Linked DNA regions of Mus musculus: regions 1, 2 and 4 are each linked to region 3. A link is a contact called in public HiChIP or PLAC-seq, capture Hi-C and promoter capture Hi-C data. All regions are on one chromosome and are shown on one strand. Each heading gives the region's core, a stretch centred on a gene start, on an enhancer-like site or on the middle of the called end of the contact. The rest is flanking DNA. Distances are from core to core; before and after follow the strand shown.

What was found. HiChIP or PLAC-seq counts read pairs in DNA pulled down with a chosen protein or histone mark. Capture Hi-C pulls out chosen DNA fragments and counts their contacts.
Region 1: a promoter capture Hi-C map of liver shows a contact between it and region 3, with 4 times the contacts expected there. The contact joins the promoter of Crcp here to the promoter of Stx2 in region 3. A contact is called at or near these places in 3 of 39 promoter capture datasets (hippocampal neurons, liver and pre-B cells), 4 of 484 Hi-C or Micro-C datasets (B cells, the Ba/F3 cell line, CD4 T cells and 1 more), 2 of 115 datasets of contacts at active chromatin or transcription factors (embryonic stem cells and thymic regulatory T cells) and 3 of 9 other capture datasets (adipose tissue, liver and pancreatic islet).
Region 2: a contact with region 3 is called in an H3K27ac HiChIP or PLAC-seq map of acute myeloid leukemia, with 6 times the contacts expected there. The contact joins the enhancer-like site here to the promoter of Stx2 in region 3. A contact is called at or near these places in 1 of 15 datasets of contacts at CTCF or cohesin (large pre-B cells), 5 of 484 Hi-C or Micro-C datasets (CD4 T cells, CD8 T cells, erythroblasts and 2 more), 3 of 115 datasets of contacts at active chromatin or transcription factors (acute myeloid leukemia, kidney and large pre-B cells) and 1 of 9 other capture datasets (liver).
Region 4: a capture Hi-C map of macrophages shows a contact between it and region 3, with 4 times the contacts expected there. The contact joins the promoter of Tmem248 here to the promoter of Stx2 in region 3. A contact is called at or near these places in 1 of 39 promoter capture datasets (embryonic stem cells), 1 of 484 Hi-C or Micro-C datasets (CD4 T cells), 1 of 115 datasets of contacts at active chromatin or transcription factors (pro-B cells) and 2 of 9 other capture datasets (liver and macrophages).

Annotation. Positions count from the first base shown.
Region 1 is chr5:130,025,453-130,032,577 of GRCm38.p6, reverse strand. Crcp (calcitonin gene-related peptide-receptor component protein) reads right to left here and starts at 3,272. Exons shown (of 6, transcript NM_007761.2): 1 at 3,171-3,272. The coding sequence starts at 3,178. Gm40334 (a long non-coding RNA gene) reads left to right here and starts at 4,470. Exons shown (of 3, transcript XR_868562.1): 1 at 4,470-4,940; 2 at 6,556-6,781.
Region 2 is chr5:130,157,223-130,164,242 of GRCm38.p6, reverse strand. No RefSeq gene overlaps it. Among named protein-coding and RNA genes, the nearest start is that of Rabgef1, 11 kb to the left of the region's middle. Within about 2 kb of position 4,127, at least 25 of the 459 cell types and tissues checked have an H3K27ac peak or open chromatin away from gene starts, as enhancers often do. A contact at or near this core is called in acute myeloid leukemia, where this site is marked.
Region 3 is chr5:129,004,427-129,011,711 of GRCm38.p6, reverse strand. Stx2 (syntaxin 2) reads left to right here and starts at 3,140. Exons shown (of 11, transcript NM_007941.3): 1 at 3,140-3,318. The coding sequence starts at 3,289.
Region 4 is chr5:130,219,948-130,226,387 of GRCm38.p6, reverse strand. It overlaps Tmem248 (transmembrane protein 248), which reads right to left and starts at 4,053. Exons shown (of 7, transcript NM_027854.1): 1 at 3,816-4,053. Gm6598 (a long non-coding RNA gene) reads left to right here and starts at 2,522. Exons shown (of 2, transcript XR_377119.4): 1 at 2,522-2,654; 2 at 4,360-4,670.

The DNA.
Region 1 (7,125 bases), core at 2,023-4,522, 1.0 Mb before region 3:
ACAGCCGCAATTTCACAAATCTCCTGCTGCATCCCAAAGACACCACACCCAAGTCACAGAGTAGTCTCTTCAGAAAGAATCTAACACAAGGAAAATGGCGCATAGCTCAGCTGGGAGAGTGCCTGCCTGGCATGCACAAGGGCCTTGGTTCCAAACAGACCAGGCATGGCAGCCTGTAGAGATGGAGGCAAAATTATTGGAAGTTTAATGTCATTCTCAGCTACACAGAGGAGGTCAATGTGAGCTAAATGAGAGCCTGTCTTTAAAAAAAAAAAAAAAAACTAAAAAACTAAAAAGTCAAATCAAATCATGTCCACATGTCATGAAAGCAGCTCACAGGCTTCCTGTTTCTGCCCCAAATTGAGTTACACTCGCTGCGCTCTCAGAGGAACACGGCTCCTGGGAGATCTCTTCAGGGCCAATGGCTCTATCTGAGTCACAGGTAATGTCATTTCCAAATCCCACGGCTCTCTGCTTTCGTGATTGAGAAACGTGACCTTGGCCATTCCAAGTCACTGCCGGACAACTCAAGCCAGCGCAGAAGGGGACAGGGCGGTGGAGGCAGGATCGCCTCAGTACAGATTGGGCCTTTTCAGTGTGTTTTTGAGACAGGCTCTCACTGTGACAGACTCACAGGCTGGCCTGGAACCTGCTCTGCAGCTGCGGCTGCCCTCGGCCTTGTGCTCCTCCTGCCCCCACTCCTAAGGAGCACGACCCTGGGTCCGAGTGAATTTTAAAGACTGTGGAGTCTGTGCGGTAGGTGGGTGGTTATTCAGTGCCCTTGAGCAACTCCTTAGTGAACTGAAGCTGACTTGCCATTTGAAATTTACCCTGCAAAGTTTGCTGAGTCAGCTCAACAGAAGTAAACAGGCATTTTGGAAAACAGAGTTCTGAATACACAGAACAAAATGATCTATTGACACTCTTTCCTTAAAAGCACACACAAGCACACACCAAACAAGTGAGCAGTGCCTATTAATTGCCACACACCTGACTTAGGGACGGAGTGACGAACAGAATTGCTAAACTTTTCTAAGCTTAAAAGCAGCATGCCATCAATTCATGTTCTGAAAAGCTACCCTTTGATACCAGAAAACAGAAGGCATCGAAGTCAACGAACACTTCACCTAGAGCTCCCTCCCACCTCACAGCCAGCCAACAGGCACTCTCATCTGAAGCCTATTGCTGGCTTGTTATGTATCTGTTGCCTCTCCTTTCTAAGTGCTAGCTGTAAAAGGAAGAAGAGGTCCAGTTTCCCAACTCTGACTATATAGTAGACCATATATTAAAAGGCACAGGGAGCCGGGTGTGGTGGCGCACACCTTTAATCCCAGCGCTCGGGAGGCAGAGGCAGGCGGATTTCTGAGTTTGAGGCCAGCCTGGGCTACAGAGTGAGTTCCAGGACAGCCAGGGCTACACAGAGAAACCCTGTCCCAAAAAAAAAACAAAAACAAAAAAAAAAAGTGTGGAAAAATAAGCTGACAGGTAGCTTTGTTGTTAGTAGAGTGACTGTCTGCATGTTCAGGTCCCTTCCATCCCAAACACCACATGAGAGAGAGAGAGAGAGAGAGAGAGAGAGAGAGAGAGAATATGTGTGTATGTTCGTGTGTGTATGTGTATATGTGTGTGTGTGTGTGTGTGCGTGTATGTGCGTGTGTGTATGTGTATATGTGTGTGTGTGTGTATGTGTGTGTGTGTGTGTGTTAGTAATAAAGTACCTGCTTACCATCCCTAGGTTCTATCCCCAGCACCACACCACATCATCATCACAATAACAATGATAATAACGGTGTGGAAGGTGTCTGTCATTCAGTGGTACCTGCCAAGCATGTGTAAGACTGTGAGTACCATCCCCAACATCACAAAATGATGACCATAATGATGAGGAGAAGGAAGAAGAGTATATCCCAACAACAGCTGGGGGTACTGTTCAGAAATCTGCCTAGTTGCCAGGCGGTAGTGGCGCACACCTTTAGTCCCAGCACTCAGGAGGCAGAGGCAGATGGATATCTGAGTTCAAGGCCAGCCTGGTCTAAAAAGCGTGGTCCAGGACAGCCAGAGCTCTACCGAAAAACCTTGTCTGGAGGGAGTGGGGGGGAAACTTGGCCTGGTTTTCTGGTTGGTCTTAACTGTCAACTTGAAACAGCTTGGAATCATCAAAAGGAGACGAAGCTTCAATGACAAACTGCCTTTTATCAGGCTGGTCTATGGGCATGTCCATGAGGGATCGTCTTGATTATTAAATGATGCAGGAGGGTACAACCTGGCCAACTGGTGGTGGCACAGGCTTTTAATCCCAGCACTTGGGAGGCAGAGGCAGACGAATTTCTGAGTTTGAGGCCAACCTGGTTTACAAAGTGAGTTCCAGGACAGCCAGGGCTACACAGAGAAACCCTGTCTCAAAAAAACAAACAAACAAACAAACAAACAAAAATTAGAAAATGCCAGAGAGTAAACCAGCCATCAGAGTTCTTGAACTGTTTCTGAAGCTTCGGTTTCCTGCCTCGAGTTCCTGCCCTGACTTCCCTCAATGATGGACTGTGTCCTGGAAGTGTAAGATGTAATAAAAACCTTTCTATTCCTAAATTGCTTTGGTCATGGTGTTTGTCACAGCAACCGAAAGAAAACTAGCACACCCAGTACGATCACAACCCTGGGTACCTTCCTCAAATTTCCAAAATAACAATAGCGATAATGGCTGGCGATGCAGGTCGGTGGCAAAGCCTTTGCCCAGCAAAGTCCTGGGTACCATTTCCACCATCACAAAACGATGATGGTGATGATGCTGGCTGGGAATATGACTCAGTCAGTAGTAGAGTGTTTCCCTAGCGTATGCAAAGTCCACATCCCAAGATAGTAATGATAATGACTGGGACGTTATCTCTGGGTCGCACTACTTCCAGACCGCGTGCACGGTCTTGGGATCCATTCCCAGAACCAAAAGAAAGAAAAAAAGGAAACCTCTCTATCCTTTCAACATTCCCCTCCCCAAAAGATGTGGGAGGCGAGCGAGTTCCCAAGCAGCAGGGTCCCTCCCCTGCCGCCCCACTTCCAGGCACTTCCGGCCCGTGCACCCCGCCCACCCGTCCTGCTCGCGGGTCCCGAGGTCTAGCCGCCGGCCGCTTCGCGGTCCCCAGATGATCCTGGCTTCCCCTGGTCGTGTCGCTTACACTTCCATGTTGCCTCTGCCTCAGCGTACGCAACCGCCGTGAGAAGAGTCTCACGTTGCGCCGGCGCTGCTCTGCTCACCGGTTCCGTGTGTGTGCCGCAAGGCACGCTGGGACCGCCGGGGTGCATGCCGGGATCGCTGCGGGGCACGCCCGGTTCTTCCTTAATTCTAGGTGTCCCTATCCTGGTCTAATTTCAGACTGTCGAGCGTTTTCGTAGTGCAGGTTTTGTTAGGATTTGCCTTGGCCGCATTAAAATCCCTAAACCGGTCATACTGGCTCATACCTGTAAACCCAGCAGTAGAGAGGCTGAGGCAGGAGAAGTGTTAGGAGTTTCTGGCCAGCCTGAGCTACATAATGACTTTCAAGCCATGGGGGCTATTTGAGACTTTGTGTTTTTGTTTTTGTTAAAAACAAAAAACACATGCCGGCCAGTGGTGGCGCACGCCTTTAATCCCAGCACTTGGGAGGCAGAGGCAGGCGGATTTCTGAGTTCGAGGCCAGCCTGGTCTACAAAGTGAGTTCCAGGACAACCAGGGCTACATAGAGAAACCCTGTCTCAAAAAAACAGAAAACAAAACCAAAAAAAAAAAAAAAAAAAAAACCAAACAAAATGAAACAAAACAAAAAACATAAGCCAGGCAAGGTAGCACAAGCCTCTAATTCCAACAAGGGGGAAAGAAGGAGGCAGAGAAAAGAGAAACCCAGTCTCAACAGACAGAAATAGAACTGGGGGAATGGTTTAAGCACGTAGGAAGCTGAGGCAGGTGGAATGCCTTGAGTTTGAGGACAGCTTGGGCAACATGGTGAATTCTAGTCAACGTAGGCTATGTAGAGATCCCGTTTCCCATACAACCGTTAAAAATTGGGAGTTGGGGGGGAGAGACAGATTTTCATTAAGTAGCCTTTCAGACTCAGAGATCTGCCTGCCTCTGCCTCCCAGTGCTGAGATTGGTGTGAGTGTTAAAATGGTTTGCAGGGGATAATGTATTAGAAATAGAGGGTGTCTGGCTGGTATGGTGGCACATGCCTTTAATCCCAGCACTTTGGAGGCAGAGACAGACAGATTTCTGAGTTCTTAGTTCAAGGCAGCCTGGTCTACAGAGTGAGTTCCAGGACAGCCAGGGCTACACAGAGAAACCCTGTCTCAAAAAAACAAAAAGAAAAGAAAACTCTGTCTCATAAAAACCAACACATGTGTGTGTGTGTGTGTGTGTGTGTGTGTGTTCAACAGGTACATCCAAGAATGATGGTATTTGAAAATAAGAAAAAATTAAATTAAAAAATTATCAAGTAAATAAAATGTCATCATAACGTAAGACTGAATGGTGCCCTGTACCTGTCTTGAGGAGAATGGGTCCCACAATGGTGTTCATGGTGTTACTCGCTCAACAGTCTTACCGTGATTGCCCACTGGGTGCTGGTGATTCAGATGTGAATAATACACACTCTCCAAGCTAGCTGACAGCCCAGTTGGAGGACCAGTTCAGGGCATAAATAACACACTGTGTTTAGACTCCAGCACAGTCAGGGGAATGACTAACAAGGACAAAGAGGCGTCCCAAAGCCAAGAGTGTTTGAGGTGCATTGAAAGAGGATCGTTCAAAACCAAGGCTTCAGAGATAGACTCGTGGAAGACAGGCTAGTGCCTCGGAGAGCACCGCCATAAATTGGTTCAGAGATGAATGCAAGTAGGGGAGTTGGCTGGCACCCATGTTCAAATGGCATCCACCTAGACACCTGGGCAGTGAGCTCAACCTGGTTGATACATCAGTGAGTGTCCTGAACTATCTGGTTTTTGTTTGAGTTTGTTTGTTTTGAGTCAAGGTCTTAAGGAGCCCAGGCTGACCTCAGACTGGCTATGTAGACAAGGATTCCTTTGAACTCTCTGTCCTCCTGCCTCTCCCTCCCAAGCAGTGCTGGGGATGCTTGGGAAAGCACTTCCTTAGTGATCTGCATTGCCAGCCTTTCCTTGCCCTTTGTTTTCATCCAAAGGACTGGAAAGGCGGGTGATTGTCATGTGAGGCTCAGGGGCAACCCTGTTAGTGGGTTGTTCATTAATGTGATCCCTCGGGTGACTAGCCAGATCTTGGAGAGCTTTCCCGGGCAGATGGGCAGATATTGCATGTGAGATGCTAATCTTTACACTTCCTGCCTCTGTGTCTCCTACTCTCCCAGACTCTCCTTTCCTCACCTTGAGGAGCGTGGCGATTATCAGGGCCACCTTCTAGATATGCTCCATGAGAACTTAAAAAGGCTATCCATATAAAATATTTAACACAGTGCCTACAATATGTTAGAATTCAAGATATTGCCAGGTGTCTTGGCACACACATGTCACCTCCAGCCCTTGGAACCAGTCTCTCTTTGGTTTGTCTTGAAAAACCAAGAGAGAGAGAGAGAGAGAGAGCTCTAGTTAACTCTCCTAAATATTTTTCATTTGTTTCAGTTATTTGACACAGGATCTCATATAGCCTAGTCCCACCATGAACTCACCTATGCAAGTGAGGATAAACCTGAATAGATCTGAAACTCCTGACCCAGCTTCCACCCCCTGACAGCTGAGATCCCAGGCATGAACCACTATGCTAGCTTTAAGCAGGATTAAGATTCAAGCCCTGAGCTTCATGCATGCTAAGCAAGCACTCGACCAACTGTATCCCAAGGCTTCTCCTAAGGTTTCCTAAACTTTCTCTGCTCTTTGGATACAAACCAGAGCTTGAGGTTTCCTAGGCTGACGCTCACAGGGTGAGAGTGAACTAAGACTCCCTCTTGCTCTGAGAGGGCTCTACTCTGAGACATGCCACCAGCTTCTTTTGACAGGCACTCTAATGCCAAGCCAAACTCCAAATCCTCCCTGGGTGATTCTAGACGAGTGTCCAGTGCTGAGCCATGCCCTTCTCATTTCATAGATTCTAAGCGAGTGCTCTATTTCTGAGCCATTCCAGAACTCTTTTTTTTTTTTTTTTGGTTTTTCAAGACAGGGTTTCTCTGTGTAGCCCTGGCTGTCCTGGAACTCACTCTGTAGACCAGGCTGGCCTTGAACTAAGAACTCAGAAATCTGTCTGCCTCTGCCTCCCAAGTGCTGGGATTAAAGGCATGCGCCACCACGCCCAACCATACCAGAACTCTTAAGCACTTACTATAATCTAGGTCTATTTGGCATGATTTTGAAAACTTGTTTCTACACAAGGCATGGAAGTTTGATTAAAGTCCTGCATTGTGTGATACAGACATTCTAGCAACTACTGAGCATGCTCCTCGAATGTTCCCAGTCCCATCTTGGCTATCTCTAGCATCTCTGGTCTGTTGGTGATTAAAAACGTCCATAGTCCATAAGGGGCTGTAGGGATGGCTCCGGGGTTAAGAGGATGTGTTGCTCTTGCAGAGAATCCAGTTTCAGTTTCCAGCTTGCCGAATACAGAGGCTCACTGTCGTCTGTAACTCCAGTTCCATGGATGCCCACGTGCTCCTCTGACTGCCACTGGTATCAGGCACATACATAATGCACATACATACACGCATCCTCCATGATTGGAGGTCTATCATGACACACCTGGTCTCCACAGTGGCCGCTGCCCACTCTTCCAGCCATGTTCTTGTGCTGATTCAAGGTAAGCCCAGACCTCCTGCTTTGAGAATGAACGTGATAGACTGAAGGAAGCCCTGAGTTTTAACCCTCAATTGCCCGTTAGAATCCCTTTCTAGACTCTCTAAAGAATACCAACTGGACTACATCCCAACTTTGGGGGGGAGGTTTGTCCTTTTTTTTTGTACATTTATGTATGTAGTATGCATGCATGTGTATGTATCATGCATATGCATAGAGTGTAGAGGACAATTTGGTGAAGTCATTCTCTCTTTCCACTATGTGGGTCCTGGGATCAAAATCAGATTGTAAGATTTGACAATAAGCACCTTTACCCATTGAGGCACCTCACTGGATCCATCTTTTCTT
Region 2 (7,020 bases), core at 2,878-5,377, 1.2 Mb before region 3:
GATCTCCTTGCCTCAGTTTCCTGGGATTAAAGGCCTGTACCACCTTGCCTGGGCCTAAGCTTTTCATAGCCACTATGCCTCAAGATCTCCATGCCAAGATCCAGGTCAGAAACTTGTATCTCTCACCCTCCAGATTTAGGATCACTGGTTTACAATTCTGGATTATAGTTCATTCCAGATATAGTCAAGTTGATAACCAGGAATAACCATTACAGGATAGTTATCAACGGATTGTTTCTCAGTTTCACCTTTCATTGCTTTTTCAGGAGGGGATCAATGGAAAAGAGACCTTTTAATGTTTTAATACGTGATATTCCTCTCTGTCGGTAGGGGGCGCGGGTGAGACATGGAACAGACAGGCATTTGCCTACCTCGATGGGTTGGGTCCAGCACCAATGTGTGTTGATATTAACCAGAACTGTTCTTTGTTGGTTTTACACTGCAGTGCCCCCAAAGCAAGCGCTTGAAGACATCCCTGCTACTCTGTAAGCCAAGAAGAACTGGACCTCAAATTCAGAGAGAGAAAGGAATTCTTCATTTGGCCTCTATCCCAACTCCAGACCAAAGCTTCTTAAAATTTTTTTCCTCCTGATCCCTAGAGGTGGGGCTTGACATTATATATAACTGGATATATGGAATAGTTCACAAGCTAGACATTTACTAAAAATAAATCATAAAAGAATTTGAGGGCTGGAGAGATGGCTCAGTGGTTAAAAGCACTGACAGCTCTTCTAGAGGTCCTGAGTTCAATTCCCAGAAACCACATGATGGCTCACAACCACATGTAATGGGATCTGATGCCCTCTTCTGGTGTGTCTGAAGACAGCTACAGTGTACTCATACACATAAAATAAATAAATAAATCTTTTTTAAAATTCTGAGAATAATTCTTTAGTGTGTGATATACACTAAAGTGTGTATACTTTAGTGTGTGTATGTATATATGTATATATGTATAGATATATGCACAAATGTGTAAATATACATATACACTATATACACACACATATAATTTTATGTAATTTTCCCTTTTTTTTTTTTTTTTTTTTTTTTTTCCGAGACAGGGTTTCTCTGTGTAGCCCTCCCTGGCTGTCCTGGAACTCACTTTGTAGACCAGGCTGGCCTCGAACTCAGAAATCTGTCTGCTTCTGACTCCTGAGAGCTGGGATTAAAGGCAAGTGCCACCACGCCCAGCTAATTTTACTATTTATAAAAGATGAAGGCAACCTTGCATTCTAGTGAGATGCATAAAGAACTAAATCTTAGCCGGGCGGTGGTGGTGCACACCTTTAATCCCAGCACTTGGGAGGCAGAGGCAGGCGGATTTCTGAGTTTGACAGAGAAACCCTGTCAAAAACAAAACAAAACAAAACAAAACAAAACAAAACTAAACTAAACTAAATCTTAGCTGAATATTTGATGCTGCATAGAGCATCTCCTGTGATTTTTCAGAGTTAATATTTTGATTTTACAATACTCTCCAATGCTGAGAATACTGCTTCACATACTGTCTTAGTTAGGGTTGTACTGCTGTGAACAGACAGCATGAAAAAGGCAATTCTTATAAGGACAACATTTAATTGGGGCTGGCTTACAGCCATTATCCTCAAGGCAGGAGCATGGCAGCATCCAGGCAGACACGGTGCAGGAGAAGCTGAGAGTTCTACATCTTCATCTGAAGACTGCTAGCAGAACACAGACTTCTAGGAAGCCAGGGGGAAGGTCTTAAAGCCCATGCCCACAGTGACACACCTACTCCAACAAGGCCACACCCCCTAATAGTACCACTCCCTGAGCCAAGCATATACAAACCATCACACATACGTACACAGTACAGAACGGCAGAATGCACAGGTCTATCTGAGAGAGTGCAGGAAAGCTAATGAGAGGGTCTCCTGAGAGCCCCCACCATGCAGAGCTAACATCAGGTTCTCTTCTGACCACATGCTGTGGTGCACGTGTGCCACCCCAGTGAATAAAGTAGAAGCAAAATAGAACAGCAAGGGTATCAGGGTCTAGCTGGGTGCCAGAGACACATGCCTGCAACGCCAGCTACTTGGGAGGCTAGCTCAGGCTATGTAACAACCGGTTTCAAAAAAGAGTTTAAAAACTGGGGGGAGGCTGCTGCTGCTTGCCCACCGCTCACAAAGACTTATGCTCCATGTCTTGCACTATATAAACCAGGCATGGTGATTCATGTCTGCAGTCCAGGCGGGAAGATTAGGAACTAACGGGCATCCTTGACGACGCCGTGAGTTCAAGTCCTGCCTGGGACACATGAGACCCTGTCTGAAAATAAACCAGTGGTGAGGTATGGTATTTCACAACTGTAATCCTGGCACTCGGAAGAATGAGGCAGGAGGACTGCCATGAGTTCCAGGCCAGTCAAGGAACAGTGTGACCCTGTCTCAACAGGAACAAGCAAAAGATATTATAGTGACACTTCTCATCCCAGCACGTGGGAAGTGGTCAGGGACATCAGGAGTTCAAAGTTTACCCTGGGCCACCATACAGCAAGTTTTCGGCCAGGTTAGGGTATAAGAGACCAGCTTTTAAAAAAAACCAAAAAACCAAAAAACTTGGGAGCTGAAGAGATGACTCAGCGGTTAAGAGCACTGACTGCTCCTCTGGAGGTCCTGAGTTCAATTCCCAGCAACCACACAGTGGCTCACCATCATCTGTAATGGGATCTGATGTCCTTTTCTGGTGTGTCTGAAGACAACTACAGTGTACTCATATAAATTAAATAAGTCTTCAAAAAAAAAAAAACCCTCAAATTCAAAATCAAATTCCAGGCTATAACAATTAGGAGATTTCTCTAAGTCATGCACTGTTGGAGGAGGAATTATAACATGGAGGGCAGAAAACACTAAAAAATTTCCACAGGATCTGATTCCAGTTCCCACTCTAGTTTCCACTGCCAATCAAGAAGTGTTTCTAGAAGGTTCCAAGTATTTCACACAGCAGCTCTGTTTTCCCCTGGTACACAAAGGCCCTGGTTCTGTTTGGTGTCAGGTGGAAAAAGGTTATTTACAATGATATGCCTTGGGTCTTAAACGTCCCCTTTAAATGGCTGTTAGAGGCATGGTCCTTATCTGGGTAAGGTGGTCTGCAGCCATAATCCTGGTTTCTCTGAAGGCAAGAAAAGTGTGCAATCCTAACTTTCTTTTTTTTTTTTTTTTTTTTTTTTTTTTGGCTTTTCGAGACAGGGTTTCTCTGTATAGCCCTGGCTGTCCTGGAGCTCACTTTGTAGACCAGGCTGGTCTCGAACTCAGAAATCAGCCTGCCTCTGCCTCCCGAGTGCTGGGATTAAAGGCGTGAGCCACCACGCCCGGCTCAATTCTGACTTTCAAAACCAGCTAGGCAGCACGAGCCATGTCTGGGGGACAAGAGACGAGACCCTGTCTTCATCCAGCTTGACACTGCCAAATGGTGACAGAGACTTGAGGAGGAGGGGCCTATCAGGAGGAGGTTTTAGATCAGTGGTTCTCAACCTTCCTAATGCTGTGACCCTTTGATGCAAAGTTCCTCATACTGTGGTGACCATCAACCACATTATTTTGTTGCTACTTTGTAATTAATTTTGCTACTGTCATGAATCCTAAGAAAAATATTTGGTTTTTTTCTGATGGTCTTAGGTGACCTGTGAAAAGGTTGTTCAACTCCCCCACCCCCCACCCCAATGGGGTCATGACCCACAGGTGAGAACCTGTTTTAGAGCGTTGGTGTAGCCTACTGAATGCCTTTGCTCCATCTCAGGATCAAAATCAAACTGTTCTCTAAGATGATTATCTCAGGTAGTTTAAAAACTGTTTCATTCATTCATTCATTCAAGTGTGGGTACAGGATCTCTGTCTGTATTTTTTTTTTTTTTTTTTGGTTTTTCAAGACAGGGTTTTTCTGTGCAGCCCTGGCTGTCCTGGCACTCACTCTGTAGACCAGGCTGGCCTCAAACTCAGAAATCTGCCTGCCTCTGCCTCCCAAGTGCTGGGATTAAAGGTGTGCACCACCATGCCTGGCGATCTCTAGCTGTTTTACAAAGCAATTTGGTAGAAGTCCTTGCAGTTCAGTGGTTAAGCTGCCCGTTCATGCTGTTCTTTTGTGTTGGGGAGTGTGAGAATTTTGAAAGAGGAAGTACAACTCTGGCTACTGGACCTTGTAGGCAACCCCAGTGTATGAATTCTATAGTAACATTGTTAGTTTTCAGTTGTTAGTTTAGAATCAGGTGTTCCCCTAAGAAAGAAATGAAGTTCACAGCTAATAAGAACGCTCCAGAGGCGACCAGAGAAGCAGCAGTGTGTATCTCGACCTGCTTAGGGTAACTACTCCCTTCCCCAGCACCCTCCTCACACGTGGTAACAGGCTTGTGTGTTGGGCTGGAGAGATGACTCAGTGGGTAAGAGCAGACTGCTCTTTCGAAGGTCCTGACTTCAAATCCCAGCAAGCACTTAATGGCTCACAACCACCCGTAATGAGATCTGACACCCTCTTGTGGTGCACCAGAAGTCAGCTACAGTGTATTTATGTATAATAATAAATGAATAATAAATAAATAAATAGGCCAGAGTGAGCAGAGCCGACTGGAGCGAGCAGAGGTCTGTACAGCTACAGTGTGCTCATTTAGCAGGCAGAGGCAGGAGGATTATTACAAGTCTGGGGCTAGCTTGGGCTACACAGTAAGATCCTGTCTCAAAAAAAAAAAAAAAAAATCAGGGGCTGGTGAGATGGCTCAGCGGTTAAGAGAGCTGACTGCTCTTCCAAAGGTCCTGAGTTCAAATCCCAGCAACCACATGGTGGCTCACAACCATCCGTAATGAGATCTGACACTCCCTCTTCTGGAGTGTCTGAAGACAGCTACAGTGTACTTACATAAACTAATAAATAAATAAATAAATAAATAAATAAATAAATATTTTTTTAAAAATCAAGCAAAAACACAGAGAAGGGAAATCAGAAGAAGGAAAAGGAAGGAGGTGAAGAGAGAGAGAGAAAGCTGAAGGGACAGGAAGGGAAAAACCAAAGGATAAACAGTTAGATATTAAGGGATTGTGCTGTAAACATGCCAACCCCAAAACAAACTGGTGGGGAAATCCAGTTTTTGGGAGGTGGTGGCGCCCGACTTTGATCCCAGCACTCAAGAGGCAGAGGGAGGTGGATCTCTGAGTTCAATGCCAGCTGGTCTACAGAGTGAATTCCCAGACAACCAAGGCTTCGCAGAGAAACACTTGCCTCAAAAAAAGAAAGAAAGAGAGAGAGAGAGAGAGAGAGAAAGAGAGAGAAAGAGAGAGAGAGAGAGAGAGAGAGAGGAAGGAAGGAAAGAAAGAGAAAGAAAAGAGAGAAAGAGAGAAAGAGAGAGAGAAAGAAAGAGAGAAAGAGACACCTTCCTAAAGTCAAAGGAACACACAGGAGAGTAGAAATCTCCAGTCTGAGTGACAAGCTCAACCCTTGTAAGCCTATCCCTGGGCCAGGCCACATCCTGGACACACCCCCTAACATGTCAAAATGTCCAGTGTGTATGTGCAGTTAGCTCCAGAGGGCTGTGGTTCCACTAGCTCAGGCTTTCCCAGGCCTCAGGCCCGGCCAGCCATTCACCACTCGCTAGGAAGGTCACCCTCCCACTCCAGGATATGGTTTGGTTTAAGAGTGCTTACTTGACATATTATGCAGGGTCGTCGGTTCAATCCCAGCACTAAAAGGAGAAATGGGGGTGGGGGTAAGCCAAGCATGTAATCCCGTACATCCCTTACTCTCAGCAGTAAGGGCAGGACCATAAGTTCAAGGACAACCACAGCTCCACAGTGAGAGTGTCTAAGAAAAGGGAGGGTGTCTTAGGGTTTTACTGCTGTGATCAGACACCATGACCAAGGCAAGTCTTTTTGTGTTTGTGTTTGTTTTGTTTTGTTTTGTTTTGTTTTGTTTTGTCTTGTTTCATGACAGGGTTTCTCTGTGTAGCCCTGGCTGTCCTGGAACTCACTCTGTAGACCAGGCTGGCCTCAAACTCAGAAATGTGCCTGCCTCTGCCTCTCAAGTGCTGGGATTAAAGGCAAGTGCCACCACTGCCTGGCAAACAAGGCAAGTCTTATAAGGACAATATTTAAATAGAACTGACTTAAAGATTCAGAGGTTCAGTCCAGTATCATCAAGGTGGGAACAGGGCAGTGTCCAGGCAGGCATGGTACAGGAGGAGCTGAGAGTTCTACATCTTCATCTGAAGGCTGCTAGCAGAATACTGGCTTCCAGGCAGCTAGGAAGAGGGTCTCATAGCCCACATCCACTGTGACACACCTACTCCAACAGGGTCATACCTTCTAATAGTGCCAGTCCCTGGGCTGAGCATATGCAAACCATCACAGAGGGGGGCTGGAAAAAAGATCCCTCCATGGTTAGAAGCATAGGATGGTCTTCCAGAAAAGCCAGGTTTGCTATTGAGCACACACAAGGCAACTCAAGACCATCTGTAACTTCAGTCTCAGATACTTTGTACCTGGCTGGTACACACATGGTACAGACAGAACGCTCATACACATAGAAATCTTGAAAAGAAGAAAACATCCAAGCATACTGCATGTACTTCCAATCCCAGTACTTGGGAGGCAGAGGCTGGTAGGCCTCTGAGTCTAGCCTGGTCTACAGAGTGACCTAAGATATTTGTCTCCGGCCATTCTGTTTTCCTCTACAATGGTCCCTTTGGTCACTGTCCACTGTCACCCTTGAATGGGCCTCAAATTATTCTGGAGTGAACCACATTTTCTACGCTAAAAAGTTAAAAAGGCAAACATTGCTGGTTTGGTATCCCAAGCTAGCCTCAAAACTCTTGGAATCAACAATCCCCCGACCTTAGCTTCCTAAGTAGCTAGGACCATGGATGCTTACCTAAAGACGCTGTCCTGCCATTTCCTAGAGTCTGTGTGCTTCAAGTCTTCTAGGCAGGGTAACTATTGATCTGTACAAGGGGGAGCGAAGGCAATCACTGCTCCAACCTGATCCTGGGCTCTGCTGTTTGGGTTGACCTGGGAGACT
Region 3 (7,285 bases), core at 1,891-4,390:
AGGCTCCTGGGGATATGTCCCCAGCTGCCCCCCTGGGCTTTTGAGTTTCTGGTATTCGTGGCCACCCCTTGGTTTGTAGCCACCTGGCTGCAGTGACACAGTCACCACATCCTGCTGTATTATCTGTCTACATGTCTGTCTCTCACTCTCCTCCTCTAGGAACACTATTGCTGAAGTAGAGCCCTGAGTCACGACTTCATCTCACATTAAGCTGAACTGCAAATGGTCCTTTCTTCTCAAAGGTCCCATTCATAGTGAGAGGGGGTTACAATCCAACATCTCTGTCTGCGGATGTAACACAACCCTTACAAGACGGAGTTCCCACACTCCTATCCAAGCCTGTAAACCCAGAAGGATCACACATTCAAGGCCAGTGTGGGCTACAGAGAAAATTCAAGGCCAGCCTGAGCAACTGATGAGACCCTGTCTAAGAACTGAAAACTATAGAGAGAGCTGGGGGTACAGCTCAGTGGTGAAGTGTTCACCCAGCATGAATAAGGGCCAGCACTAGGGGAAAAAAAAAACCCAATAGTTTACAATATGCGTGGGTAGCATGTCTCAGATGTGAAGCCCAACTTTAAGATCACTTAGTAGTAGGGGCTGGAGAGATGGCTCAGCGGTTAAGAGCACTGACTAATCTTCCAAAGGCCCTAAGTTCAATTCCCAACAACCACATGGTGGCCCACAACCATCTGTAATGGGATCTGATGCTCTCTTCTTACCATAAGACAGCTATGATGTATTCATATATGTAAATAATATAAATAAATATATTTTTTAAAAAAAGATCACTTTGTAGTTGTTTCATTCTCTTGGTCCCCACAGTGTCTCCATGCTACCTGGATTTTTTTTTTTTTAGCATGTTTTCCCATTGAAACAATACAGAACTAGATTGTTGTTGTTGTTGTTGAAACAGGGTCTCACACTATGTAGTCTGTGTTGGCTCAATTTTGTATCATTCCTGCTTCAGCCTCCAGATCCTGTAACTACAGGTAGGAGCCACACTCAGAATAGAAATGTAACCTTCAACCTGCTTTTGTTCCCAGACATAGTATGACATGTCTGAGATCCCAGCATTTAGAAGGCTAATGCAGGAGGGTCAGAAGTTCATGTCATCCTCAGCTACATGGGGGTGGGGGGGGGGGGAGGTTTGAGGCCAGCCTGGAGACTTTGTCTCAAAGAAACAAAGCAAAACAAGACTGCCCTCACGACCTAAAGCCTTCTATCTTTAGAGTTTAAATGTTTTTTATAAATTATATACATGCTTGGCCGGGAGATGGTGGCACACACCTTTAATCCCAGCACTCAGGAGAGGTAGAAAGGTGGATCTCTGTGAGTTCAAGACCAGCCTGGTCTACAGCTCTAGTTCCAGGACAGCCAGGAATACACAAAGACAACCCTGTCTGGAAAAAGACAAATCCAAAACCAAAATAAAAGACGACAATAAAAACAAAACAGAAAACAAACAAACAAACAAAAAGTTCTCTTCTCCCTCCATCTTTCCTTCCCTCCTTCCTTCCTTTTTTCTTCTCAGATCTGCCTTGCTGCCTGAAGCATTAGTCCTAGACCGTGTCCAACTCGGTTCATATTTGGGGAACACCAACATAAGGATAGGCTCCCGTGCAAATTTGTGACACAGTACTGGTAAGTGTGCCCCATCTTGCAGAGACTTAGCTCACACGCTAAGAATGAAAGCCACCGGCCGGTGAGATGGCTCGGCAGTTAGAAGTATTTCCCACCAAGCCTGGCCTGAGTTCTGTCTCAGGAACCTACATAGTTGAAAAGAACCAAATCCTGAAAGTTGTTCTCTCATCTCTACATGTGTGCTACCCATAAGTAAATGTGTGTGTGTGTGTGTGTGCGTGTGTGTGTGTGAGAGAGAGAGAGAGAGAGAGAGAGAGAGAGAGAGAGGAAGTTGGATAGGGTAACTTTCCCTCACAGTTGGAGCCTGTCATGGTAGGAGAGTTATGTCAGCGGGTTGAGGTATCTGGTCACATGGCATCCACAGTCAGGAAGCAGAAAGTGATGGATGCTGGCACTCAGCTCACTGCCTCCTCTTTTTGAATCAGGACCCCAGAACGTGGGATGGTGCTGCCCACAGTTAAGAAGAGTTTCCCCTTGTCAATTTCCCTAATCTAGACAATCCCTCCTAAAGGAGCCCAGAGGCTTCTCTCTTTGGTGACAATCAAATTTTACCATCACTGGGGTATTGGCTCTCTAGGAGGGGCACACCTCTGGTCTTCCCCACTCTCTACCCTATGCACACCTCTGTGCTGGTGTTAGGTGTTAATCGGTCTCCTTTCCTGGGTTGTTATTTGACTGTGAAATGTCTTTGCAGACTCCTGTGTTGGAATACTTGTTTCTCAGCTGGTGGCAGGCTTTTGGGAGGTTGTGGGACTTTTAGGAAGGGTGGTCTCACTGTAGAAAGTGAGTGGCTGACAATCTACCCTCGAGGGCTCTAGCCTGGACCACACCTGTCATGTCTGCCTTGGCCTCCTGTCCCTCCAAAATGTGAAGGGTTAAGGTTAATGTCCCCTCTTCCCCCCCTCCCCCAACATTGGCGGCCATCTGCAGCCATAACTTTTCTGACACAATGAACTTTAGCCCCTGAGACCATGAGCCAATATAAATCCTTCCTCCCTTACTTAGCTTTTGATGGGTAGACTGCCACAGTGACCAGAAAAGCAACCGCTTTGCCTGATTCTCCCACCAGAACTGCATCCAGGGTGGGACCTGCAGGTTTTCTTTGAGGACCCAGGTGTGGAGCTCTCAGGGTTAGGTGATCAATCGGTGAGCCTACCTTATTCTAATTCCTTTGCTGTCAGTGTGTGCTGTAATGGTGAATTTAGAATTTTGCTTTTTCCGCTGTTGGGCTTTAAATCTAGGGCATGGTGGGCAAAGGCTAACCACTGACCTATAGCCCCAGCTCTCGAAAGTTTTAAGTAAACAAAACGAGCGAAAGTGCAGAAACCAGCAAGGATGGACAGTGTGTTAACTAGTCAAGCCACGCAGCGAGAGGACTTTAGGCCAGGCCCCGCCCCTAGATGGAACCACACCCACTTCCCCACCCCTCGCGACGACCCGCCCAGGTGCCTTGGGTCCCGCGGGAGGGGGTGGGGCAGGCGCAAGCGCAGAGAGCGCGGGCGCGGTTGCCGTGGCAGCGCCTGCCCGAGGGAGGGCGGCGGCGCGGGGCCAGGACCCCGGCAGGCAGAGGCGGCGACGCGGCCACCGGAGAGTGTGCGGCGGGGCAGCTGAGCGGCGGGTGCCCCGCCCTGCTGGCCGGTGGGGATGCGGGACCGGCTGCCCGACCTCACGGCGGTGAGCAGAAAGCCGCATAGCGGTCTGAGCCGGCGGGCGAGCTGTTGTGGGTCGGGCAAAAACCCCAGGAAGAACCTGGGGAGTTGGGGTGGAGAGACGCAAGGAGGGGAGTCCAGAAGCAAGACCTTAGGAGGAGTCTGAGTAGGGGGACGGAGGGGAGTCCAGGAGGGGAACCTGGGGAGGGAGCTCCGAGGAGGAACGCCCCTGGAGGCAACTGGGCAGCGTCTCTAGGAGGGAATCTAATAAGAGGGTTCTAGGAGCCCCGGGGCCTCCAGAGGCTTCGGTGTCTCCAGGGATGGCAGGGCGTAGTCTTCAGGAAGGATCCAGGCAGCCTCCTAGCAGGGTCCCAGGGAGCTTTCGGTTCTTCAAGAGTCACAAGATGCACAAGAGGAACCCAATCGGTGTTTCTGAGCAGAGTCTCAGGGAAAGGGCTCTGGGGTCCTTGGCGTCTTCAGGGGTGTTAGGGTGGGGCTTCAGGAGCATTCTTGGGAGGTCTCCAGGAGACCCTGGTCAGGGCTGCATGCAAGTCGATTCTTGCGACAAGGCTCCTGGTCTTCCTTGGGTTCCAAGGGTCACAGTTTGTTGGGACTCCAGGAATGGGCTGTGGGAGAGGTTCGGGGCCGGTGCTGGGAGCATCTTACAGGGCACTTCTGGGCACAGATGCTGGTAGGTGTCTGAGGTGAGTCCTCTCCGCCTGCCCTGGCACTACTCCTGTGTACCGATGTTTGGGTCGGAGTCCTCTTGGCCACCTGACAGGGTTGATTTCAGTGGGTGAGAGTGTGGCTCAGGGTTTTAGGCAAGGAGCAAGGGCTGCGCTTGGGCTGATGTTGGACTGCCTGCCTGTTTTTTTTTTTTTTTTTTTTTTTTTGCAAGGCTCTTATCACAGCCTCTCCAACTGCCTGCCCCACCCTGGATGATACCCTTTCTAACTGCTTTATTTCATGGCCTGATACAGAATGCTGTGCTGAGTCTCTCACAGACACCCCACACAAACCTGGAGCTCAGGGGCTAGGTACCTGCTTCGGTCAGCACTACCCACTGGGGGCCAGAACTGTATTTACGTTTTAACACAGGCTTTTAGTCACTAGTGAGCATTTTGAGAAGAGAAAAGCTGAGCTTTTTAACGGGGAGTGTGTATACAGTATATCTGCATTTGCAGCGGTCAGTTATTGTACCCAGTTTTGGGGTAGATGTGACATTCAGAACATATATACAGTGCAGGCCCAGTCATGGCGTTTGGCCCTACCCTTTCAGGTGTTTATCATTCTTTTGGGATGAGAACTTCAAGACCAGCCAGGCTGTGGTGGCGCACACCTTTAATCCCAGCGTTTGAGAGACAGAGGCAGGCAGATCTCTTTTGAGTTCAAGGCTAGCCTGGTTTACAGAGTGAGTTCCAAGACAACCAGGGCTACAGAGAGAGAAACCCTGTCTTAAGAAACAGAGAGACAACCTCAAGACCCTCCTCACTGGCTACTGCAGGCATCAGCCACAGCCACGCACTGCGATGCAGAACGTTGGAAGGCAGTCTTTTCCATCCAGCCGGACCCCAGAGCCACCTGTGTGCGCTGCTCACGTCCATTCTTCCCAGACCCTGTAACCAGTCTGTTCTCTGCTCCCTTGAGCACAGCAGCTTTTACATGTCTACACACGGAGCATCTGTGTTGCTGTGCTGATAGGCTTTATGACCCCCCCACTGGCCTGGGGGAGTTTGTTGGGGGGGGGAGACCCTTGGCTGGATTGAGGGGGAAACCTGGGAAGGAGAGCAGTTTGCAAACTGCCAGCGCTGGACTCTTGGCAGGTTTTGTGGACCGCCTGGAAGAGCAGCAGCAGGTGGCGCCCTGTAGTGTCACAGCTCAGGTGCTAGGAGTGGGACCCAGAGCAAGTGTCCCTGGGCAGCTCTTTGGGACTGTTCCGGTGACTAGGTGCCGGATCCTCTTCTCTGTCACCACCACTTCCTTTTTAAATAATTTATTTATTTTTCTATTTGACGTGCATTGGTGTTTTGCCGGCACGTGTGTCTGTGTGAGAGTGTTGGTTCCTGGGGTCAGAGAAAGTTAGGCACTGTCGTGTAAGTGTTGGGAATTGAGTCCTGATCCTCTGGAAGAGCAATCTTAACCACTGAGCTGTCTCTCTAGCCCCTGCTTCTCTGGCCTTTAAGCGCTTCCGTGCTGTGCGCCTCCGGCCTCAACTCTGACAGTCCTCTGCGCCTTCCTGTTACTCCCTAGAGCTGTTGATCCGTTTCCTTCTATGCAATCACTGACCCTTGTGCTGCCGCTGCTGCTGCTGCTGCTGCTGACCCTTGTCTCCAGGTTTCTCCCCTATGGCTGCTGCGACTCAATGTGCTTTCAGGCCCTCTACTCCACTGTGAGAGCTTGCTGCATCTGCCTTTCTCCACACCACCAGTCCCCTCACCACTGCGAGCGGGTGGAGCAAGACCACTTGAAAGAAGCCTGTACAGGGCACTCACCAAATGAGCTGGACAGCCTGGTTATATAGACCGGAGAAGTGCGGACCCATCACAGACCTCCTTTGCCAAGGAAAGTTTGTGTTTGCACCACCCCAACACTGCCTCTTCGGGATCCACCCACTGATTTGGGGGGGGGGAAATGGTTACAGGGTTACCACAAGTTCACAAAGGCTTGTGGTAGGAGAAAGTTGAGTGGGGACTGAAAACCCTGGTAGAGGCTGTACCCTTAGGAGCTGGGGCACTCAGCTGCTGGCATTGTATAGGTTTCTCAGAGCGTGCAATGTTGCACATGGCTGGTGCTGGCCTAGGGTAGTCCAGATGGCTGGTTGACTGCCAGTGCTGTTGCTTAAGGCAGCTGGAGAGAGACAGAGAGCCGGACAGAGAGACAATTGCCTCATCCACCAATGGCTTTCTTTGCTTGCTGACAGGAAGCTGAACACAAGAGAGAATGCGTAGGATAAAACCCTAAGAGCCTGTCATTGTCCCTAACCCTGTTTAACAGTGATTTAGCTGTGTGCGTCACAAGGAGAGGGTCCTCCTTGTTCGTCTCAACTTCATCCACCACGACCAGCTTCGAGGTCCTTCTCTACTGCTGCACACAAAGTGGCCAAACTTTGCAGGTTGACCTTTTTTTCATGCATTCCGTCTCTCTGTGAAGATGCCACTACTGTGAACGTGGTGGTCACTGTGAAACTGGAGTTGGTTCAGGCCTCCAGAATCAAGTGGACTTCTGTGTCTGGGTTTGCTTTTGCCGTGACAGACACAGCCTCTGCTCTCTGCACAGCTGTGGCCTCTGACCAGAGTGTGAGGCCCACTGCTGTAATTCCCGGGTTCTCAAACATTTCCACTAGTGATCCCTCCCTTTTTCTTACATGACCCTGCGTATATGTGTAAGAGATAATACAAGTGGAGTGTTAACTGGTGGTGACAAAGCACGGGTGTGTTTTGATACACTTCCTTGGTGCACACTTGCTTGCTGTTTATCAAGGATGACAGCAAATAAGACCGACCGATGGACTTGCTTGATTTTTACATAAAAAAATTACATCTTGGCTAAATATTTGATACCGCAGGATTCAGAGCACAGCGTTGATATTTTGGTTTTGTAATACTCGGTGCTGAGAAGGTCCCTCCATATAAATAGATGAGCAGCAGAAAATGGCAGACCTTGCCAAGGGACGCTTCAGAAGTTGTTGGGAATTCTGTCCTGATCCCAAACTGAATTCATCATTTTTTTCCCCTTTTTTTCCTAAATAAAATTCAATTCAGCAACTCAAATAGCAATTTAAAAAAATCCATAAACTTTATGTTTTTGCACAAGTGCATGCACTAGAATGCACGCATGGAGGTCAGAAGGCAACTTGTGAGAGTTGTTTCTGTCTCTCCCATTTGAGTCTCAGAGTCAAACTGAGGCTGCCAAGCTTGGTGGCACACTGACCTGCTGAGCCATCTTGCTGGCCCTAGTAAGTCATTGAGACAGGGTTTCTCTGTATAACCCTG
Region 4 (6,440 bases), core at 2,804-5,303, 1.2 Mb before region 3:
CTACATAGTAAGACTTGCCTTTAAGTTAAAAAAAAAAAAAAAAAGAAAAAAGAAAGAAAGAAAGAAAGAAGTTTCTGTAAGCCTTGCCAAGAAAGAAAGAAAGAAAGAAAGAAAGAAAGAAAGAAAGAGAGAAAGAAAGAAAGAAAGAGAGAAAGAGAGAGAGAGAGAGAGAGAGAGAGAGAGAGAGAGAAAGAAAGAAAGAAAGAAAGAAAGAAAGAAAGAAAGAAAGAAAAAAAAAGTTTCTGTAAGCCTTGCCGGGCATAGTGGCGCACGCCTTTAATCCCAGCAACTTGGGAGGCAGAGGCAGGTGAATTTCTGAGTTCGAGGCCAGCCTGGTCTACAAAGTGAGTTCCAGAACAGTCAGAGCTATACAGAGAAACCTTGTCTTGGGAAAAAAAAAAGTAAGCCTTACTTTTAAATAAAAATGCAAGCTGGATGGTAGTGGTACACACCTCCCAAAACTCAGGAGGCAGAGGCCGATCTCTGTGATTTCAAGCTCAGCCTGGCCTAGAGCAAGTTCCAGGATAGCCAGGGCTACACAGAGAAACCCTGTCTGGAAAAACAAACAAATAAGCAAGCAAGCATTGCATTCCGTTGGGAGTGAGAAGCAGGTGCTGTGGCTGGCCACTTCCCCCAAAGTTCATTCCAACCAGGTAGTGAGAAATGAAGGCTGGGAAATGGCGTCTGAGAAGTCCAAGGACTGAGGGGAGGGACACCAGATAGAGAGTCAAACTCTGACTCCTCAAGCACAGAAGAAAGACGAATGCAGGTCACCAGTTGCTACCTAGACTACTTCACTGCCACCAGAACCAAGCCAAACTGCAGACAACTTAGGTAAAAGGCAGCTCCAACAATCCTCAAGTTCTAAGAACACAGTCACTTGAAAGGACATGGGTCAGCTTTGTGACACTCCACAGTGTCACAAAGCACACAAAGCACACCTGTGCTTTTCTGCGACTCCATTTCTAAAATCCTAACCACGGCTAAAAAAAAAAAAAGGCTCAACTACTGAGTTGCTTGACTTAGGAATATTTAAAATAGTGAAATATAAAAACAAGGGCTAGTGAAATGGCTCAGTGGGTAAGAGAACACTGACTGCTCTTCCAAAGGTCCTGAGTTCAAATCCCTGCAACCACATGGTAGCTCACAACCACTCATAATGAGACCTGACACCCTCTTGTAGTGCATCTGAAGTCAGCTACAGTGTACTCATGTATAATAATAAATCTGTTAAAATAAATAAAAATTAAAAAGGGTTGTTGAGATCACTCAGGGGTAAAGGTGTTTGACTTGCAACCCTAGTGGCCTATAAATATGCTCCCTGGGACCCATAAGCAGATGGAGGAAAGAGCTGACTTCAAATACGTGTCCTTTGACCTCCATATGCATACCATGGTATGCACATACACATATACAAACTAAATACCATGACCAAAAATTCAGAGAAAAGAAAATTAAAGATGTCAGTAACAATATAAGAAACTCGCCAGGGCTATACAGAGAAACCCTGTCTCGAAAAACCAAAAAAAAAAAAAAACCAACCAATATAAGAAACTCTTTCAGGGCTGGAGAGATGGCTCAGGGGTTAAGAGCACTGACTGCTCTTCCAGAGGTCCTGAGTTCAATTCCTAGCAGCCACATGGTGGCCCACAACCATCTGTAAGGGGATCCGATGCCCTCTTCTGGGGTGTCTGAAGACAGCAACAGGACAGTGTACTAAGACACATAAAATAAATAAATTTAAAACAAACAAACAACACTCTCTTTCACAAGAGTTAATTGTGGATTGTGGCAGAACCAGATTATACGAGGCTAAGGAGAAAATAACTACTTAACATATGCCATGTAGTGGACACCCTAACAACTGCTTAGCACACCCTGGTAGGTATTTTAATCTCTCCGACACTGTTAGGTGGGTATCAGTCTCCGTGTCAGCATACAGCTTAGGTAATGTACAATGATACAAGCAGACATGTAAGTGGCAGAGGACTCTCATTTAACTCACTGTGCTATCACACAACACCAGGCCCAGCAAGAGGGCTTCCCACCAATCAATTCCACATGCCTCGAACACACCAACTACATCATCGGAGACACCGTCTTCAATAAACACTTTAGCTGTCTAACTAAAGTTCTGTGGGGATAGAAAGAAGGCTCAGTTAATCTTCCAGGGCACCTGGGTTGGGCTGGTGGCAGCTCCAGTGGCAGCTCACAAGGATCTGGGATCACAGGCGTGTGCCACTAGGTCTGGCCCATAATTAGAATTCTACAGACTTCCCATACTGACAAAAACCATCCTGTAGGTCCACCACCCTTGCACTGTGCTCTGTATCCCCGACCACTCCACCCCACCCCCAAATCAGGCCCAGTTTTCTCTAATGCTCGTGTGTAAAGAGGAGAGCACTAGATGAGAGAGGGAAGAAGGGTCAAAAGGAAACACGAAGCTTTAAAACCATGGGCTCCTGAGAATGTTCAGACAAGGCAACGACAGAAGCCTGGGAAAATACGAGTTCCAGAACTGTGACATGGCTTCAGGTTATTTCCATTATGTTAAACTCACAGCTCTGGATTCTCTGCATCAGAACTAAAGCTGTGTGTCTTACAGTATGTGGAAATCCTCCCGTGATTTGTTGTATTATACAACTATGGGACAGGTAAGAAATCACCCCCCTGTCCCAGTATTGACTAGCCTTGCCACCAGGCTACCACTACTCTGTGAACAGGGCCTGGTACCACACAGCTAACAACACCCCAATATGAGGCTGAGGCAGGAGGATCACAACTTCAAGCTACACAGAGAGTTGGAGGCCAGCCTGAACTACACAGTGGACCTGTCTTTAAAAAAAAAAAAAAATTATGTTTTAGCCGGGCTTAACCGGCATGGCAGTGCACACCTGCCAACGGCAGCACTAGGGAGTCTAAGAGAATCAAGGTCAGCCTCGACTGAGTCGTGGGTTTGGACTATCTAAGGCTGCAGGAGACCCCAGACTCCAGGATTCAGATTAAAACCAAAACAATACCGTTATTACACTGTGAAACCTTGGCAGTGTGGCCCACGCCTATATCTCTGAACTACGGAGTCTGAATCGGGAAGATCGGTGTTGAAGGTGGGTCTTGTCTACATAGGGAAATCCTAGCCAGTTAAGGCTGCATTAAACCCTCTTTTGGATACATTTTTGACAACCCAAAGTCAAGTCACAAATCTAAAACTGAACACACACACACACTCACACTCACTCTCTCACTCTCACTCTCTCTCTCTCTCTCTCTCTCTCTCTCTCTCTGTCACACACACACACACACACACACACACACACACACACACACACACACAGAGAAGTTGGAAAGATGGCTACGGGGTTAAGAATACCTGCTATTCCTGAGGACCAGAGTTAAGTTCTCAGCAACCCCATCATCAGGCAGCTACCAATGGAGTGTAACTCTGGGTCTAAGGACACAACGCCCTCTTCTGGAGTCGGTGGGTATTTGCGCTCACGTGCGCAGACAAGATAATACAAACACATCATGTAAATAATTTTCCAAAACAATCATTTTTTTTTCTAAAACTTGCAAAGGATGCTAGTAGGTCCACGCAGCCTTATTCAGCCGACCTATACAAGCCTTGACTGAGGGAGCAGGACTCCGCAGGCCTCGGGAGGATGGAACAGGACCGGGTCAGCTAATAGAGGAGTGAACGGAGCTGGGGTGGCTGGGAGAGCCTGCGCACCGATCCGCCCAGCACGCCGTGGGCCCCGGGTTCAGGGTCCCCGGTCCCGGCCCATGCGCCCGCGATTACGACCCCGTCTCCTACTCACCGCCCCGCAGACTGGCGGCTCGAGCCCGCGGACGCCCGCGGCCTGGCCCTGTTCACTCGCGGCGGCGCGCGGCGGGCCCCGGGCTGCCCCGCACCATCCTCTCCGCCGCTCCGGAGACAGCGAGCGGCTCCTCGGGGCCGAAGCGACGACCCGAAGCCAGGCCAGAGCGCGCCAACGGGACGCCGGCTCCGCGCGCTGCGAACGCCGGGCTTTCCGGGTGAAGGCAGAAAACCACGTCACCACTAACGCCGCCGTGACCTCTGACCCCGCCCGCGCGCGACGGCGGCGCGGAAGGGACAGAATTGCTCCGGGGCGAGCGGCGGGTGGGGTCGGGGTTAGGAGGAGAAGCAGACTGTCTTCGTTTTGCAAATGGGAAAAGCATACACGGAGCTGCCTGAAATTTATCACTCGCATTCGCGAACTGCCGTGAGCTTGCTCGGTTCCGTCCCGAAGTGCTTCTGCAGGTCTTGGTGTGTATGGCGTGAGATAGTAAAGAGGACACGATTTTCGTTTATTTTTGTTGGAATTTTTTGTTTTGACACAGGGGTCTCGTGGATGGCAAGAGCTGGCTTCCTGTTCTCTCTGGAGCCCAATGAGGAGCCAACTACCTTAGTCATGGTGTTTGAGCACACTAATACCACCCTCCTCTCTGTAGACGGGACTCTAGGATCCACTGGATGGGAATCTGTCGCGTTTCTGGACAACAGGACAATTCATTTCAAGCCATGTCTCAGTCCCCAAGGACCTAGCTGACCTTAGAAGCAGCAAAATATTATCCTTTTTAAATTCCTCTAACCACATTAATACTGACCTTTGTACATGATTATTGAAAACCCAGGAGATCAGTTACACTTATCCATTTGTCTGGTCTTGACTTTTTTTGTTGTTCTTTAAAGACACGGTTGCTGGGCAGTGGGAAGGTTGTCCTTTGATCCCAGCATTCAAGAGTCAGAGGCAGATAGATCTTTGCATTTGAGGCCAGCCTGGTCTGCAGAATGAGTTCCAGGAAGCTGGGGCTAAACAAAGCCTGTCTTGAAAAAAAAAAAAAAAACCAAACCAACCAACAAACAAAAGAGATAAGGTCTTTCAATCCATCCCTGGCTGACTTAAAACTCACTATGTGACCCAAGCTGGTCTCAAACTCAAAGATCCATAAGTGCTGGGATTAAAGGTGTGCCATGAGACATGAGAACATTTGTGAGAATTTTCTCCTTAGGTAAAGACTATGCGATGTTTATCCCCTTTTCCTAAGGTCTCGGTGACAAACCAAAGTTCCCCCTGGAATGCCAGTAAATGTATCTGGCTTACTTACAGAGCATAGGCAAGAGGTTACTGCCAGCAGGGTGAGTGACCTCAAAGCAACTACACTGGAAAGTCCTCACCCAGAATGGATGATGGCTTCCCATAGAATGTGTAAGTGGAACTCTGATGCTTGTCTCCTCCAGAACCTCAAAGCCAAATAGTTCCAGGGAAATCGTATAGAAGACATCTGCATGTGTATGTCTGTGTGTGCACAGCATGTGTGTGCTCTCATTCCAGACAATGAGCTACCACTGCTATGCTTTTGGTTTTGAATAAGTGCAAGGAGCAGGTAGAAAGGCAGAAATACACAGTAAAACGTGATCAAATCGATGTCTATGACATCAAGCAGAACTCAGATAAGGAAGGCCTTAAACCTAGGAGGCTGGAGAAGCTGCTGAGAGGTTTTTTTAGACAGAGTGTCTTCTGTACTCTTTACAAGGGCTGACTGACAACAGTTCTTGTTATTTTTATTTAGTGCTTATAATCTAGCAAATATTGAAGTGGACTGAATGAAAATGGACCCCATCGGCCCATATGCTTGAATGCTTGGTCCCTAGTTAGAGGAACTGTTTGGGAAGGATTTAGGAGGTGTGGCCTTGTTGAAGGAGCTGTGTCACTGGGAGTGATTTTGAGGTTTCAAAAGTCCCTGCCAGGCCCACTATCTTCTCGTCTCTCCCTACTTGCTGCCTATAGATCAAGAGGTAAATCTCTCAGCTACTGCCTCAGCACCCTGCCTGTCTGCTTCCCTCCATGGTGATCATGAACTGACCCTCTGAAACTGTAAGCAAGCCCCCAATTAAAGACCTTCTTTTATAAGAGATTTCCTGGTCCTGGTGTCTCTCCACAGCAACAGAACAGTAACTAAGATAAATATAGACCACAGAAAAATGGCTTAAAAGAGAGAGGAAAAAAAAATCAGAATGGGATGACATCATCTTGTTCATTTTTGGTAGCCTGTTTATGTCACTGTCACTAACTCCCAGGTTGCAAGGAAATCTGGAGACGGGGTAAATAACAAGCTTGGAATAAAAGGAGTCTTAAGAGGGAGGCAGAATATTCTATCTCAAAGAAAAACAGGCTTAGAGACGGTGGAGCCAAAGGAGCAGACGTCAGGACCCAGCCAAGCCAAGCATGGTGGCTCGTGGGAGAATCCCTGGGGATTCAGAGTAAGTCCAATGCTGAGCTGTTATTAGAGGCAACTGCATACAAAGACACTGTGTGGTCATCAAACCCTGACGGAAATCGACTTATGAGAAAATGGGATGTTTAATTGATTATTATCAGGGAAAACAAAGATGAGGAAGTACAGGAAGAAAAAAAAAA